Linked DNA regions of Bombyx mori: region 2 is linked to region 1. Evidence: chromatin contacts called from public Hi-C data. All regions are on one chromosome and are shown on one strand. Each heading gives the region's core, a stretch centred on a gene start, on an enhancer-like site or on the middle of the called end of the contact. The rest is flanking DNA. Distances are from core to core; before and after follow the strand shown.

Region 1 (7,713 bases), core at 3,011-5,510:
AGACCATGTCACTTACCACTACACCAGACGGCCGGCAAATAGGAGAGCGAGAGATAAATTATTCGTCCCGCTAAACCACTAAATGTAATTTAGACAGTTCTTCCGACGCAGCCCGGAAACTTCATTAAGCTGCCGTTTTAAGTCGTCGTGGCCTAAAGGATAAGACGTCCGGTGCATACGTGTTGAGCGATGCACCGGTGTTCGAATCTCAGGCGGGTACCAATTTTTCTAATGAAATATGTACTCAACAATGTTCACGATTGACTTCCACGGTGAAGGAATAACATCGTGTAATAAAAATCAAACCCGCAAAATTATAATTTGCGTAATAGCTGGTGGTAGGACCTCTTTTGAGTCCGTGCGGGTAGGTACCACCGCCCTGCCTATTTCTGCCGTGAAGCAGTAATGCGTTTCGATTTGAAGGGTGGGGCAGCCGTTGTAGGTATACTAGAGACCTTAGAACTTATATCTCAAGGTGGATGGCGCATTTGCGCAGATATCTATGGACTCCAGTAACCACTTAACACCAGGTGGGCTGTGAGCTCGTTCACCCATCTAAGCATTAAAATAAAATAAAAAATATGCAATTTCGAAAAGGGCACATGTCGCATATTCTGTAAAATACGTTTTTTCATATACATGTAGTTTTGAGGCTCACCTACACCCGTTTTATAATAATTCCAGTAATTTTCAATTGCTAATTAACACTAAAATATATATCAAAAGTTAATATTTTAAATTTTACACTGCTTTAGAAAATAATCAGGGTTTTTTTCATTTCCTGAACATTTTACATTTTCAGAGATGTGTCCTTATCGAAATTGCATATTCAATTACACTCCGACTTCACTGGGGGTTGGTGGCCTAACAGGCGAGACGCTCGACGCACTTGTGACGAGAAATTTTCTAAACGTGTACTGATATAGAAAATTCATAAACAACTTCCACTGTGTAGGAACATTCATGTAGAATCAAAACCACACATTTATAAATTAGAAAATCATTAATTATTGCACAATAACTCAATATGTCATTAATATACAATTAATTGATTGAATAAATAAATTAATAATAATATTAAAATGTAAATAAAGGTCGCTCCACACGACGACTAAGTTAGATACAAAAATCTATGAATAAGGTTCGTTTTTTTTTGTTTTTTATTGCAGAGATGAATGAACGAGCTCCTGGTGTTTGGTTACTGGAGCCCATAGACATCTACAACGTAAATGCGCCACCCACCTTGAGATATAAGTTCTTAGGTATCAAGTATAGTTACAACGGCCGCCCTACCCTTCAAACCGAAACGCATTACTGCTTCACGGCAGAAATAGGCAGGGTGGTGGTACCTACCCGCGCGGACTCACAAGAGGTCCACCAGTAGCTTGTACATTTGTCTCATGTTGCACAGATTTAATAAATAAAATATATGAAGAAAAATTCTTTTGCAATTACAACGCAATAAATAAGTTATCTGCCACAGAAATGAGCCTTATTAGTCTAATAATAGTGTGTTCTTTTTTCTATATCAACGAGATCGAATCCTGACTAGGAACATAGATTAAGAAGAATTTGCTTCAGTTTAGATTACAATCGAGCTTGAAAAAGAGTATAGAGTAATAAGAAAGTATTTACACAATTCTTTTTAGGTATCAAGGTTTTGTAAAAAAGACACACTCTTTATATAAAAAATGGCGCGCGTGCAACATGGTGCATGTACGGTTTGTCCGCACAACCCTCTGCTGTGATAATCATAACAACTCCGATATTGATTAATTGTTTATTGATAGGAGTATGCTGATTATGATTATTTATATGATAACAATGACATTATGCGAGTACGCGACGCCTTGCTGATGGCGGTACACGAACTGACTCGAAAATTAATGATTTTGACGTAAAATGCATGGGTCTGCAATATGATGTGCGCGCTGGCCCTGTACGATACATGACTCGTACAGTGCACGTGAAAGAAGTGAAACTTCTTTTGCGCTCTTTAGTATTGTGGTTTGCTACATTTTCATCCTTAAATCAAATTTCTCTTGTAACAAGGAATGCTGTGTATAAGAGAAACGATTTAGTTCGCTTTGTCCTTTTCCTCTCTCCACGGTCGAGTGGTTCGCGAGACGCTTTGTCTATTGTCTCACTCTTGTTCGTCCTAAATTGTATCTTTTCTCTCAAGCCGTAACGAATCTTACTTTCAACTCTCTTAAAGAAGTTTCACTTCAGAAATCTTGAAAAGACTTAATCAGTACACAACGAACTAATTCCTATGAGACGCGTGTTGCGGGATCACCTTGACAGTATTCAGTAAGAGTTTCCAACGTCTGGTTGATAAGGGAGACGTTCCCCTCGTTGATGTAGAGTCCGAGGAGTCCGAGGCCGCCGGTCGTAGAGCCGCAGATGCAGTCCAAGAACATCAACGTCTCCGACACGAGGTTGTAGTTCGATTTGTTGTTTTGGTTTCTTAGTAGGTTCTGTACAACAGTAAAAATCCGAGTAAATTTAGTTCTTACTAGCTGACCCGGCAGACTTTGTACTGCCTCAATCGATTAACAAATACCTAAACTTTTGTATAAAATAAACTTAAAACAAACAAAAGGAATCGGTTCGACGGGGGACACATCAAAGGAAAAACTAAATTATTATTTTTATTTAATTCCGAGCATTTTCATATTTATCTACTTTTTAAGCCTTCTTTGGACTTCCACAAATAATTCAAGACCAAAATTAGCTATATCGGTCCAGCCGTTCTCGAGTTTTAGGGACACTAACGAACAGCAATTCATTTTTAGATATAGAGACTAAATCTAAAATAACATGTTTTTTTTTAGATTACGTCAAACTAAAAATTATGATAATAATTTTCTATCTTAATGTTATGTCGGTAAGAACAGTCAAAGTGTTTAGAGTGTTGCCATCGGTCATCATGTCAGGTAACAGGATCTATCTATATAATGGTTTTTAAATATAATTCTTACTAACTTCAGGAAGCAGGATTAACTTGAAAATCTGCAGACGCATCAAGGTTCAATAGGAGAGTCACAGTCATAATAGTCATAGTCACAGGTTTTCCTAGCATAAAAGTCAAGGAATATTGTTATTGTATACCTCATAAAAAAGCCATGTATATTATTATACTAGTGTTAAGAATTCTTGTACGTGTTTGTATTTTAAGAGGCTTGAATAAATATTATTATTATTTATTATAATCACCTGTAGATCAGGGTTGTGGTTTTCACACAAGAGCTGGAGGAAGCGGAGTATGGGCTTCATGACGGCCACCTTGGGGGGCAGCACGTCCGAGTTGCTGGACTCCCGCTTCTTTTCGCACATGATCTCTTCCAGCGCCGTGCTACCTGCGGGCGCACACCTCGCGTCACTACTGGATCTATGTCTATCTCTCTCTATCTAAATACAATCTAGTAATTAAATGAGTGGAACATGAGATGCTGGTGGAAAAGAAAAGAGAAGAAAAGAAAGAAAAAAAAGGCTGCTGGTGTCTGAGATATGATATAAAAAATAAAATAAAAAAAATAAAAAATAAAGGTTTTTTTTTATAGCTTAGATGGGTGGACGAGCTCACAGCCTACCTGATGTTAAGTGGTTACTGGAGCCCATGGACAACTACAATGTAAATGCGCCACCCACCATGAGATAAGTTCAACGAGAGTATCCGCCCCATTTGAAAATAGTAGGGAAGCCAATTTTTTTTTCATTTATCTTACGGTATCCTGCAGAGGCTTCCTTTTGGTTGTTAGGGTTCACGGAGCTCAGCCTGAGTGAATTTGCTAACATCTGCCCTAGTAAGAGCGGTACTTGGGTCTTTTTTTATTTTATATTTATTGCCCTTGTAGGCAGACGAGCACACGGCCCACCTGATGGTGAGTGGCTACCGTCGCCCATGGACTTCAGCAATGCCAGGGGCAGAGCCAAGCCGCTGTTTACCATTTAATACTCTCCACAAGCCTCTTTTAAAGAAGGACATGTCATAGCACTCAGGAAACACCGTGGAGGGGAGCTCATTCCATAGCCGGATGGTACGTGACAAAAAAGACCTCTGGAAATGTATGAGCTGTCGATGAACGCAGCGGTTCCAGATGATATGGATGAACTCTGCTCTGATGGCGGGAGGTGCGATGATAAAAAGGAGATGAGGGGATAATCTCAAACAATTCCACCACCAGGTCCGGCGAGGAGTCAGTGCGCGACAGTTACCGTGCGATATGGTGTGCACGTCGGAGTAGGCGTGCACCGCGGTGCCGCACGCGCTGTTCACCTCCTCATCCATCTCCTCGCCCACCACCAGCGGCCCCGGACTCGACTTCACCCCTGGAACAATAAAAACGAATATCACAGTATGTGACATACAGCTCTTTGCAAATACGCTAATGATTGTTATGTGACACGTGATAGTTATTGGTCATGGTAAAGACATTGGTTGAGGTCGAGGAGTTACCGTTTTCAAGCGGCTTCTTGGCGTCCGCGTGCGGGGCCCGCTGCTTGTCGGCGCCGGCGGCGGTGGTGCTGCTGGCCGCGAGCGACCTGATCTCTTGTTGTGCTTCACGCATTTTATCATAGAACACCTGGTGAGAACGAGAATGATTAGGTTAATTCTGTTAAGAGTCCTGCCTGGTTACTAAGCTTTAAGAAATCGTTTACGAACAGTGGAACAATTATCTTTTCAATTAATGTAAGATAAGTTTTTTTAATTGCTTAGACAGGTGGGTTAGATCACGACCCGCCTGGTGTTAAGTGGTTACTTGAGCTCATAGACATCTATAACGTATTGTAAACGTAAAACTGAAACGCATCACTGCTTCACGGCAGAACTAGGCAGAGTAGTGGTACCTACCCGTGCGAACTCACAAGACAAGACAAGACAAGATATAATATGTACTAGAGGTCCCACAGTAGTCGAAATTCGACTATAATAATTAATTGGAATTGTATGTTTGTACACTATCATGATTGTATTTTATACTTCTATCATCACAAATTTCGCCACAGCTACTCTATAAAAAAATTAACAAAGACAAACAATATTTAATCTATTCCCAATTTGACCACAGACGTCAAGAACAAAAGTTTGACAATAAATAGTATGCATGCGTGTGTGCGTCAAATACATGGTATGTAGTGTGTGTAATGTTTTCTTTATTGATTTAATGTATCTTTTATGCATTATTTTAAAAAAATATTAGCATTGTGCACTTCTTCTCTATATTCTGTATAAGTGTGGAAAATTTCATACTCCTCCGTCCACGCCATTTTCGTAAAAAGGGATACAAAGTTTTTGCTTCACGTATTAATATATAGATAGGTGAATGAATAAATGAAGTTACCTTCAAAAATGCTTGAGATATTTCTCCGTTTTGTAGTTTAGTGTAAATGCTTTGCTGTATTATAGGGTTGCCCCCTTCTAGAAGAGCGATTCCTGGAAAATTCGATTAACATTATATTCGATTGGAAATATAGATATTTAATTTGCATTCAGCTCTATGAATGGATAGAAGTCTCCACAGTAGGTAGCGATTCCGCATCCTATATATTGTTACCACAGAAATAGGGCTGGGGGAAAAGCGAGCTATACCCCAGCTATACATTATCTGGAGAATTCCAGCCGACTTGCGTGCGACCTTGGGGTGTTTTCAAGGGCCTCCATCAATGCGCGTCATTCTCACTACCATTGTCCACATTCCTGTCCCTGACGGCCAGTTTTAACAGGAACCTAATATCACGGCTTAAATGTTCGTTTATTTACGGAAGTTCTTGACGAGCCAAGGTCTTTCTGTGGTTGTGGGCGAAACGCGAGATTAAACCGTAATACTAGTTCTAATTACAATTATATCATTATAAATCTGTTATATTTATTGGGTTTTAAAAATTTTTGTTTACTGGCTAAGATTAGCGAACGGGCTCACGGCCCTCCTGGTATTAGGTGGTCAACGGTGGTCACCATCGACATCATTAATGATGTCACCCTCCATGAGACATGGGTTTCAAGTGTCCGTTTTTACAGTACAACGGCTATCCCGCCCTTCAAATGGAAATACATTACTGCTTCACGGCAGAAATAGGCGGGGTGGTGGTACCTACCGGTGCGGACTCACCAGACACCTTATCACCACCAATTACGGAAATTAGATTTTGTGCGGGTTTGATTTTTATTACCGATATTATTAATTATAATAAGTGTTTTTAATTTTTGATTTATTTATTAGATTCACACAATTGGATAACATCTACACACGTTAACATTTAATTTAAATAGAAATGATGAATACACTTTTAAACTTATCATTTTGGGGTGTGAACACAACGTGCGTAAAGTCGGTTATTTTAAAAGTCGTCGGTCGGTTTTAAAAGTATAATAAGTTATATTCAAATATTTAAAGAGACCACGTGAACTCACCCAGCTGTATGGCCTCAAGGAATATGGCGGGGCGGTTGGTGCTTTTGATGACGAGGTCCACGACCAGGTCAGAGGCGCCTTCCTTGTCCAGGTGTGCTTGGACTTGCGCCAGAGTTTGGCCGGTCCGCATCAAGACTTTAGCTGTATCGTGTAATAAACTTCATTTAATCTCGAATTAATCTCGATTGAATATCGAATATTATTATTACAAATAGCTTTTGCAACAGGCAGCGGTAAGTGCATTTTTTTACAAATAAACAGACAACGAGCAAGCTCTTATTCGATATATTAATAGAGGGTCTCATTACTTTGATAATTACAGATTTAACATGCGGTCCTAAATATACTTTTTATATTATTTATATTTCAGAAAACATTTAGCTTCAGCGAAATTGTTGTACATTTTAATTTGGAGCTGTGAGAACATTACATGCCACGACACTTGAATAACATTGTTTTTTAAAAACAAAAACGTTTGTGACAAATTTCCTTATCCTGTATTGTTCAAAATAAACGTAACGTTGTGGGAAACGGAACGTTTAGAGTGAAAGGGATGAATGTATCGGTAAGAAAGGGACGGAAGAGAAATAGTCAAGATGGCGATCAGGGAATTATAAGGCGAACGACTACCTACGACGCGTGCTAAAATAATATATTTTGTTACTTTTCCAAAAAAACTGTGTAGTATATTAAACAAGGGGATGCTATATAATATAATGGGGTGGTTAACAAGCAAAATAGCTGCAAATCTGAACCATAACATCGGATGTTTGACTGGACAAAAGATTAATTCAAATTTTGCTTTAATCTGACTTGTGCACAAGAACGCAGTTATTGTGTTGTTTGTCGAGCCAATCTGTACTTAACGGCCTTCGTATTAACACTGACATTTCAATAGCGGGCTACTTTCTATTTATTTACGAATTGATTAAATATATTATTATTGTATCTCCAACTTTAGATTAATACACTTTTAGATTCTCATAGATTACAAAATCTTTAAGTATTTATTTATTGAACATATATTATTTTTCATACAAAAATACATTGTTTCAATATCTAATAAGAAATTTAATCAAACACACTACATATTGAAAATAGTCATTACATAGTGTTTTTATGTAATCACTATAAACCAAATTATTATATTATTAGTGTAAGAACTATAAACAATATATTAATTAAGGCCATTAATGTTAAGTTTGATATAGACATCCGATTTCGACTATTAGTTATTGTTTCATATTTTGCTTTTAGTTAGTCAAATATCCGACTGTATGGTTCTGGCGACAACACAG
Region 2 (7,713 bases), core at 2,739-5,238, 35 kb after region 1:
CGCACGGTCGCACTTTGCTTTACATTGCTTCATCTATATCTACACTAATATTATAAAGAGGAAAGATTTGTTTGTTTGTTTAGATTGAATAGGCTCCGAAACTACTGAACCGATTTGAAAAATTATTTCACTGTTTGGAAGCTACACTTTTCCCGAGTGACATAGGCTATAATCTTTTTTGAAAAAAAATTGGGATCTTTACTAAAACTCCAATAATGTAACCCAAGGAGTAGAAAAATTTCCTAAAATTTTCTTTACATCGCGTGTCCTGCGAAAACTATTGATGATAGAATAAAATAATGTACTACGACTTTCTAGAACATATTATTATTTACAAAAAGTTTTATGATAGCATATGTCTAACTATTATAGTTATGCCGCAATAAGTGTTCTTTTATTTTAAAAAATAAAACAAAGTCAAATATCGTTGAAATTTTTGTTAAACAACAGAGCGGAGCCGGAGCGGGCCGCTAGTTAATAATAAAATTATTAAAACAAATATTAAGGCTTCATTGCGTTTGTTTAGTAGTTTATAGTCTCCGCTCACGTGCTGTTATTACGTACTGTACCGACCTGTAATATTTTGAACAGCTGTCTCAGTATGTATTGTTCGCGTAATAGCTTCTGTCTGTCTCTGTGCGGGTTCTCGACGACCAGGTCCAAGGCTTCAGACTTATTCGGTTCGTTTTCGAAGCCCGCTATGAAATACACTATGTCCTGAAGCAGACATGTCAGTGCTCTGAAATGAAATTAATGTATGTAGAATGTTGAAACTACCAGACTATCTCCCGTGCTGTCCACAGTGTAAGTACGTTTCAATAGGCTTACTCAGTAAAGGTGGTGAGAAGTGGAGCGAAACAAAAAAAAATATTACATGTGTGCAATTTACACGTGGTAGAAGTGAAACCTTCCAAAATTAAAATACAATTATCCTAAACGTCTTAAGTATATGTAAAATTTTGTCATTAGTAAATAATTGTAAGGTAGCGCCCTTTGTGAATTGATATTTTAATTTCACGTATAATCCTAAATTAAAATTCACTACAAGAGCTTTCATACACACGTTAGTATTAAAAAATCTCACAGATGGCGCTGTATTAAATAGTATGTATATTTCTGTCTCATTCTTTGCTGGCTTCATCCTACACATTTTTGTATTTGTGTCTCTTACCTGTCGTTTTTTCCGTTGCATCCGGTTTGAAATCACAACGATTCTAAAGAAGTTTTCACTTCAATAGATTAAAAAAAACCATTTCATACATTATTACCACGTGATTGACACACACACGCATACTATTTGTTTATTGTCAAACTTATCTTATTGTATATAGTCTGTGGTCAAATTGGGAATAGATTAAATATTGTTTGTCTTTATTAATATTGTTTAACTAAAGTGTAGTCTTGGTGAAATCTCTAAGTATATTATAGTAGTATAATAATAGTCATTGTCAATAGAATCATAATAGTGTACAAACTTGTAATTTTAACTAATTATAGTCGAATTTCGACTACCGGGGGACCACTAGTTATTCTGGATGGGCAGAAATCATGCCCCATGTGTCATCCCACCACTGATGGATGATGGTGAAGTCTCAGCAGTATTTTACAGCGGTTGTCCCGTCCAGAGAATATAGGCAGACGTGTACGAGCTTAAAGTACCACAAGTACTCACGCATAATCACTACTGATTAATTTTTTACTACAAAACGTTCCTTCGTTTTAGAAGTAATGCGTAGGCACGTATCGATTAATATTTGTGAGCATTGATGATCACAGCGAGTGCCCAAACCCACAGACACAGCCCACTGAGTTTCTCGCCGGATCTTCTCAGTGGGTCGCGTTTCCGATCCGGTGGTAGATTCTGCGAAGCACGGCTCTTGCTAGGGTTCGTGTTAGCTACGTCGTCAGGTTTGAGCCCAGTGAGCTCATCTACTAGTTAAAATTACACTGAAATAGCCTCTCAAGGCTCTCAGCTTAGGTAGGCAAAAAAAAAGAGTGCATAGGATCGGTCGCAGTCTGTTGGGAGGCTGTGGGGGCTGGCGTCCCCGTCGCGTCATTACAGAGCGCGTTTGATAAGCAAACCGAGTGTCCCAACTAACTTTCTCTCGTTAGGTTCTATGGTGCCCTGCTGCAGTTTGGTGGAGAGCGCAGAGAGGACCTTGCAGGCGTCGTTGGCGAAATCCAGATCCCGGACCTCGCTCGGCGACACGGATATCAGGGCGAACGCTTCCTTATCTTCTTTCACCAACGAGCACCCCACCTGGAACAAAGGGCATGCGTGATGCAGGCCGGACCTTCAAGTTTATCCGGGTTTAAGTATAGCAGGCGTGGTTCTGAGCTATGTTCGAGTGACTTTAGTAGGCTGTGTGTTTGTTTAAAACTATTTAAAATTTAAATTAAAAAAAAAACATGTCGGCAGAAAGTCGATAATGATAAAAATTTCATTATTTATTGCATTGTCATCGGTACTTAATTCGTGTGTCAAGTTAACCGGACATCTTGAATTCAATGATAATGACTTTGAAATTTAAAGGCCAAATTTATTGGTCAGATTTGTGAGATGAAACGCAAAGGTAGATGCCGAGTGCGGCCCTGTTTATCTGATTCATTGATTCAAATTAATCCATCAGTGAGATAGATGTACAGGGTAGGTACCACCGTCCTGCCAGTTTCGGTTCCAAGTGTAATAAATATATATTTTATTGAGACCTGACCTCATGTCTCATGGCGGGGTTTATCCACAAGGTCCAATAATGATTAAACAGCTAAAACATATGTTTAAGAATACTCTCACCTTTGACATAACCGGTTTTTCTTCATCTTTGTCAATTGGTATCGACGTTGAGTGGACCCATGTGTGCGTGCATAAATGTTGTAATCTACAATCGGAATTAAATGGTGTAATCTATATTATATATATACAAAATTGGTAAAAAAAAATTACTCCATATTATCACTTTTCATAAAATAATAATATAAATTAAAATAAGACTTGACCTAAAGATCTTAGTTACCAGGTCATAAAATCCCTTAAAAAAAGTAGTATGTCGAAAAAAGCCCTTGAAAGCAGTTTAATGAAAGAAGCTTACTGCCCGCGGAACATGTGTCCCTATTGTTAATTCCACTGACTTGCATTTCATTTACTAACCCATCTCGTAGGGGACATTAGCTTTCAAAAGTCACATCTACCTAACGTAACTACTCTGCGGCACGGGGGCGTCAGAGTGCGTCATCGTGGTCGGGTCCAGTTCGAAAAGTGTTGCGATCTCCGATGAATGCGGGACAGGGACCAGCTGGTAGGCCGGCTCGCCCGCTTCTAGTGGCCCGTCGCTGTGAAACGAACCTTAACTGTAGTGACTTATGGTTCAAATTAATTTAATAATGTTAGTGAAGGGTATCACAGAGATGAATATTGTGACAATAACTTTATCATCGTCACTTCGCACTTATTCAATTTCAACTTACTTGCTGATTCATCACCGCGCATAAACTATCTCTTTTTGATAAATAATAATAATTATAACGGCAAAATTACATAAATAAAATAAGAACATTATTAAATATGTAATTAAAAACAAAATTAAATTACAAAATAGTATGTACAAGGCCACTGTATTGTTATTCGCTTTCCGGATTTCTTGGAGCTTTATTACATACTACCCACACATTTAGTTTTTAAAATTGGTATATATATTTTTTAAAGTTAACCACACCTCACAAGTTTTGAAACATTTAAAAAAATATTATTTAAGTATTTCTAAGATTTCTACAAAAAAAAGGTCACAGGTGGGCGCATCATGATTCACAGCAATGAGGAGGAGGATTACCACAATATATGAACATATTTGTGTTCAGGTAGTACACGTAAAACCGCAATATGCTACTAACTGTGGGCGGTTGCACGCCTCGGCCGCCAGGTAGTGTCCGGTGGCGAGGTGCTTGAACCTGAAGATGGAGTTCCAGTGTCCAGCGCCGCCGCGGCACGGGTCGTGCTGCACCACCTGGGACAAGGACGCCGGATCTCATCATCGTCACATCATAGTACAATATAACCCTCACAGCCCACTGAGTTTCTCGCCGGATCTTCTCAGTGGGTCGCGTTTCCAATCCGGTGGTAGATTCTGCGAAGCACGGCTCTTACTAGGGCCAGTGTTAGCAACACTCCGGTTTGAGCCCCGTGAGCTCACCTACTAGTTAAGGTTACGCTCACATAGCTTCTCAAGGCTCTCAGGTAGGTAGGGAAAAAAAAGCACGATATAGGCGTAATTTAACTGGTGGTAGGACCTCTTGTGAGTCCGCGCGGGTAGATACCACCGCCCTGCCTATTTCTGCCGTATAGCAGTAATGCGTTTCGGTTTGAAGGGTGGGGCAGCCGTTGAAATTATACTGAGATTTTAGAACTTATATCTCAAGGTGGGTGGCGCATTTACGTCGTAGATGTCTATGTGCTCCAGTAACCACTTAACACTTAACGATCAGTTTCTCATTGCTCCTGTAGATGACAGTAACATATTACCTATCCTATATTTTATTTTTAATGAAGGATTTTGTAAATTTTCAGAAACCACTAATTGATAAAATTTAATCAATTTGTCTATAACAAATAAAAACTTGTATGATTTATGATTTTTTTATTTTCTATGTTTAGTTACACAATAATGTCTTAACTTTAATAACATATAAGTTTAGGGGCATCCGCAAAATAAAAAAATAATAAAATAATGATTTTTTTACCGGATGTGTATGTGATAAAAACTATTTACATACCTCAATCTCCCACAGCGCTTTGCTGCTGGTCGCGGCGGTGGCGCTGGATCGACCCGTGGTCCTCAGGAACACGTGCTGCCGTTTCTGGTACTCGTCCATAGTGAGGAACTTCTCTTGCTCTGCATGGAACAGCCTCACCACGTCGCCACCTTTCAATATCTCCTCCTGGTTCTCTTTGTGCTCGAGAAATAAGGTGACTTTCCAGGATGTGGAGGAATTGACTACATTCACCTGTGGGAGATATTTGATATTGTATGTTGGGGATGGAAAAGGTTTTTTATTTTTTATTTTTTATTTATCCGATTTTGTAGTGGTAGTAGGACCTCTTGTGAGTCCGCGCGGGTAGGTACCACCACCCTGCCTATTTCTGCCGTGTAGCAGTAATGCGTTTCGGTTTGAAGGGTGGGGCAGCCGTTGTAATTATACTGAGATCTTAGAGATTATATCTCAAGGTGGGTGGCGCATTTCCGTTGTAGATGTCCATGGGATCCAGTAACCACTTAACACCAGGTCCTTTACTGCCATCATTAATTCTTATCTTGAGCACTAGCGTTAAGGTCTATTTTGATTCAGCACAAGTCCTAGCCACAACCCTGTCTGTTTCTATTACAAAGATAACACTCATTTCGATTTGAAAGATCGGAGATAATGTTTTTACACTGCACGCGTTGTATGACAAATAAATTTTAACTGAGGTCGGCCGGGGTCAGTGACCTCACGGTCTGATCACGATGCATTGCATTTGAATTTTCTAAAACAATAGCAAATTAAGTATTGTATTTTTGTTAGTCCAGAAGAGCTCGTGGTTCAATTAAGTGCCGGATCCGATAAAATTCCTGAAACGGATCACGGTCGTCCTGATACAGCATAAGACGTTGACTTTTCTTCAGGCTTTAGTGATGAGTCCTTTGACGGTAATTGAAGACATGAGTGTGTGAAGGGGTTAAGTACCATTTTTAAGATTTTTGAGTTTTTACATTAAATTAAAGTGTTATGTGCCTTTTTTATGTATTTCTGCCTATGCAACCTTGAGAGGCTAGCCCAGCCTCATCCTGATATATAGGTGTGCTCACGGGGCTCAAACCGGGAGTGTTGCTTACACTGACCCTAGAGTGCTTCGCAGAATCTACCACCGGATCGGAAACGCGACCAATGGGTCAATGGAGAAGATCCGGCGAGAAGCTCAGTGGGCTGTCTGTGGGTTAATTTACTCCTCGAGCCCTTCGTCGCGAGCGACAGGTTCAGCGAGGACGGTGACCGGGTTATGTGCCTATAAACCATATTAGACCTTAAAACTTCAGGTTTAAAGTCTATTTTTAGAAATTGCATGTGATGAAGGAGTTATGTACAAAGAAAAAGTACAAGTAACAAAAGTTTGTTGCTCGTTTTCTCAAAACTAGTCGCTCCGCAGTTGTCGAAATTCGACTATAATTAATCTATACTAATATTATAAAGAGGTAAGATTTGTTTGTTTGTTTGTTTCGAATAGGCTCCGAAACTACTGGACCGATTTGAAAAATTATTTTTCCATTAGATGCCGACATTGTCCCTGATGAACATAGGCTACTTTTTTTTTTTTTTTTTTTATTTTTTTTTTGGTTTCATGTGTGTTTTAATGTTTCCGAAGCGAAGCGAGGGCGGGTCGCTAGTTGAAATTATAAGTTTGAATATTATTGTGGTTTTATTGTCAAATACTATCATGCTTCTATAATCACAGATTTCGCCTACAGACTACACTTTAGACAAATATTAATCTATTCTCAATCTGACCACAGACTTTATAAGCAATGACAAAAGTTTGACAGTAAATAAGGGATAGATATAAATGTGTGTGTGTGTTAAATACATGGTAGTGTATGTAATGTTTATATTTATTTATTTAATGTATTATTAATGCATAATTTAAAAAAAAATATTAGCACTCTGCACTCCTTCTCTATACTCTCTAAAGTGTAGGAAATATCATACTTCTCCGTCCGCGTAATTTTCGTAAAAAAGGATACAAAGTTTTTGCTTCACGTATTAATATATATAGGTTAACAAATTGTATCATATCCCCTTCATCCACTCATGTCTTTAATTACGAGAGCGTCTGTCTAACCTCCATACAGCCGGCGTTGTCCGGAAGCTCGTGGTTGGAAGAGACGTGCAACACTTGCTGTCCCGCATTCACCGGGTTCATTATCACTTTATCACCGACCACCACATTGTCCCCTGTACACAGAAAATACTACATATTGGTATTATCATTAAGCCATAAAACTACGCAATGGAAAGTAACAGAATAAAAAAAATGTGTTTTTTTCTTGTTTGAGAAGGTACCGATTTCTGATGTTATTGTGAAGTGAATTCTTTCATCTTTCCCTAAGTATCATTATAAGCACACAATGGGCATTGACTTTTTTTTATTTTTTTGATAGAATAACCATTTCTAAGAACAGACTAGATGATTGACTAATAATGATTGATTTTTTTTAAATAAAAAATAAATTTTAATTACCGATATTAACAATCAACATTTGTTAGCCTCAAATGACGTCATCACTGGCATTACTCAAACAGGCACTTTGATTTATTTTTATTAATTCTGTGTACGATATGCGCGTCTGCACGGGTAGGTGACGATTGTTTCGGCTTAACGAATGAGGTAGTCGTTTCATCATAAAATTTCGACCTCATGTCTCAAGGTAAACGCCAATCACGTTGTGATATATTAAAACTACGTTTACCTCTTAATCTCGAGTTTTCATTTTTATTTTTATTGTCATTATATTATTTCGGACATTTCGTATAATTATATATAGATTTTGGCATTTGGTATATTTTTATATTAATGGTATATTTTTTGCATTGCTGAAGTCCATGGGCGACGGTAACCACTCACCATCAGTTGGGCCGTATGCTCGTATGCAACGGCAAAAAAAAAACAGTATACATGGTCGCAGA

What was found. Hi-C and Micro-C count contacts between places; a contact is called where the count stands out from the background.
Region 2: a contact with region 1 is called in a Hi-C map of whole pupa, with 1.9 times the contacts expected there. The contact joins two enhancer-like sites. A contact is called at or near these places in 2 of 7 Hi-C or Micro-C datasets (both in whole pupa).

Annotation. Positions count from the first base shown.
Region 1 is chr27:2,136,276-2,143,988 of ASM3026992v2, forward strand. LOC101741421 (inositol 1,4,5-trisphosphate receptor) reads right to left here. Exons shown (of 59, transcript XM_062676440.1): 41 at 6,416-6,556; 42 at 5,346-5,437; 43 at 4,460-4,586; 44 at 4,219-4,332; 45 at 3,217-3,359; 46 at 2,297-2,477. Among protein-coding and RNA genes, the nearest start is that of TRNAM-CAU, 6.1 kb to the left of the region's middle. Within about 2 kb of position 4,261, at least 1 of the 8 cell types and tissues checked has open chromatin away from gene starts, as enhancers often do.
Region 2 is chr27:2,171,478-2,179,190 of ASM3026992v2, forward strand. It overlaps LOC101741421 (inositol 1,4,5-trisphosphate receptor), which reads right to left. Exons shown (of 59, transcript XM_062676440.1): 7 at 6,869-6,981; 8 at 4,768-4,998; 9 at 3,889-4,001; 10 at 3,190-3,330; 11 at 2,795-2,879; 12 at 2,100-2,260; 13 at 574-739. Among protein-coding and RNA genes, the nearest start is that of TRNAM-CAU, 41 kb to the left of the region's middle. Within about 2 kb of position 3,989, at least 1 of the 8 cell types and tissues checked has open chromatin away from gene starts, as enhancers often do.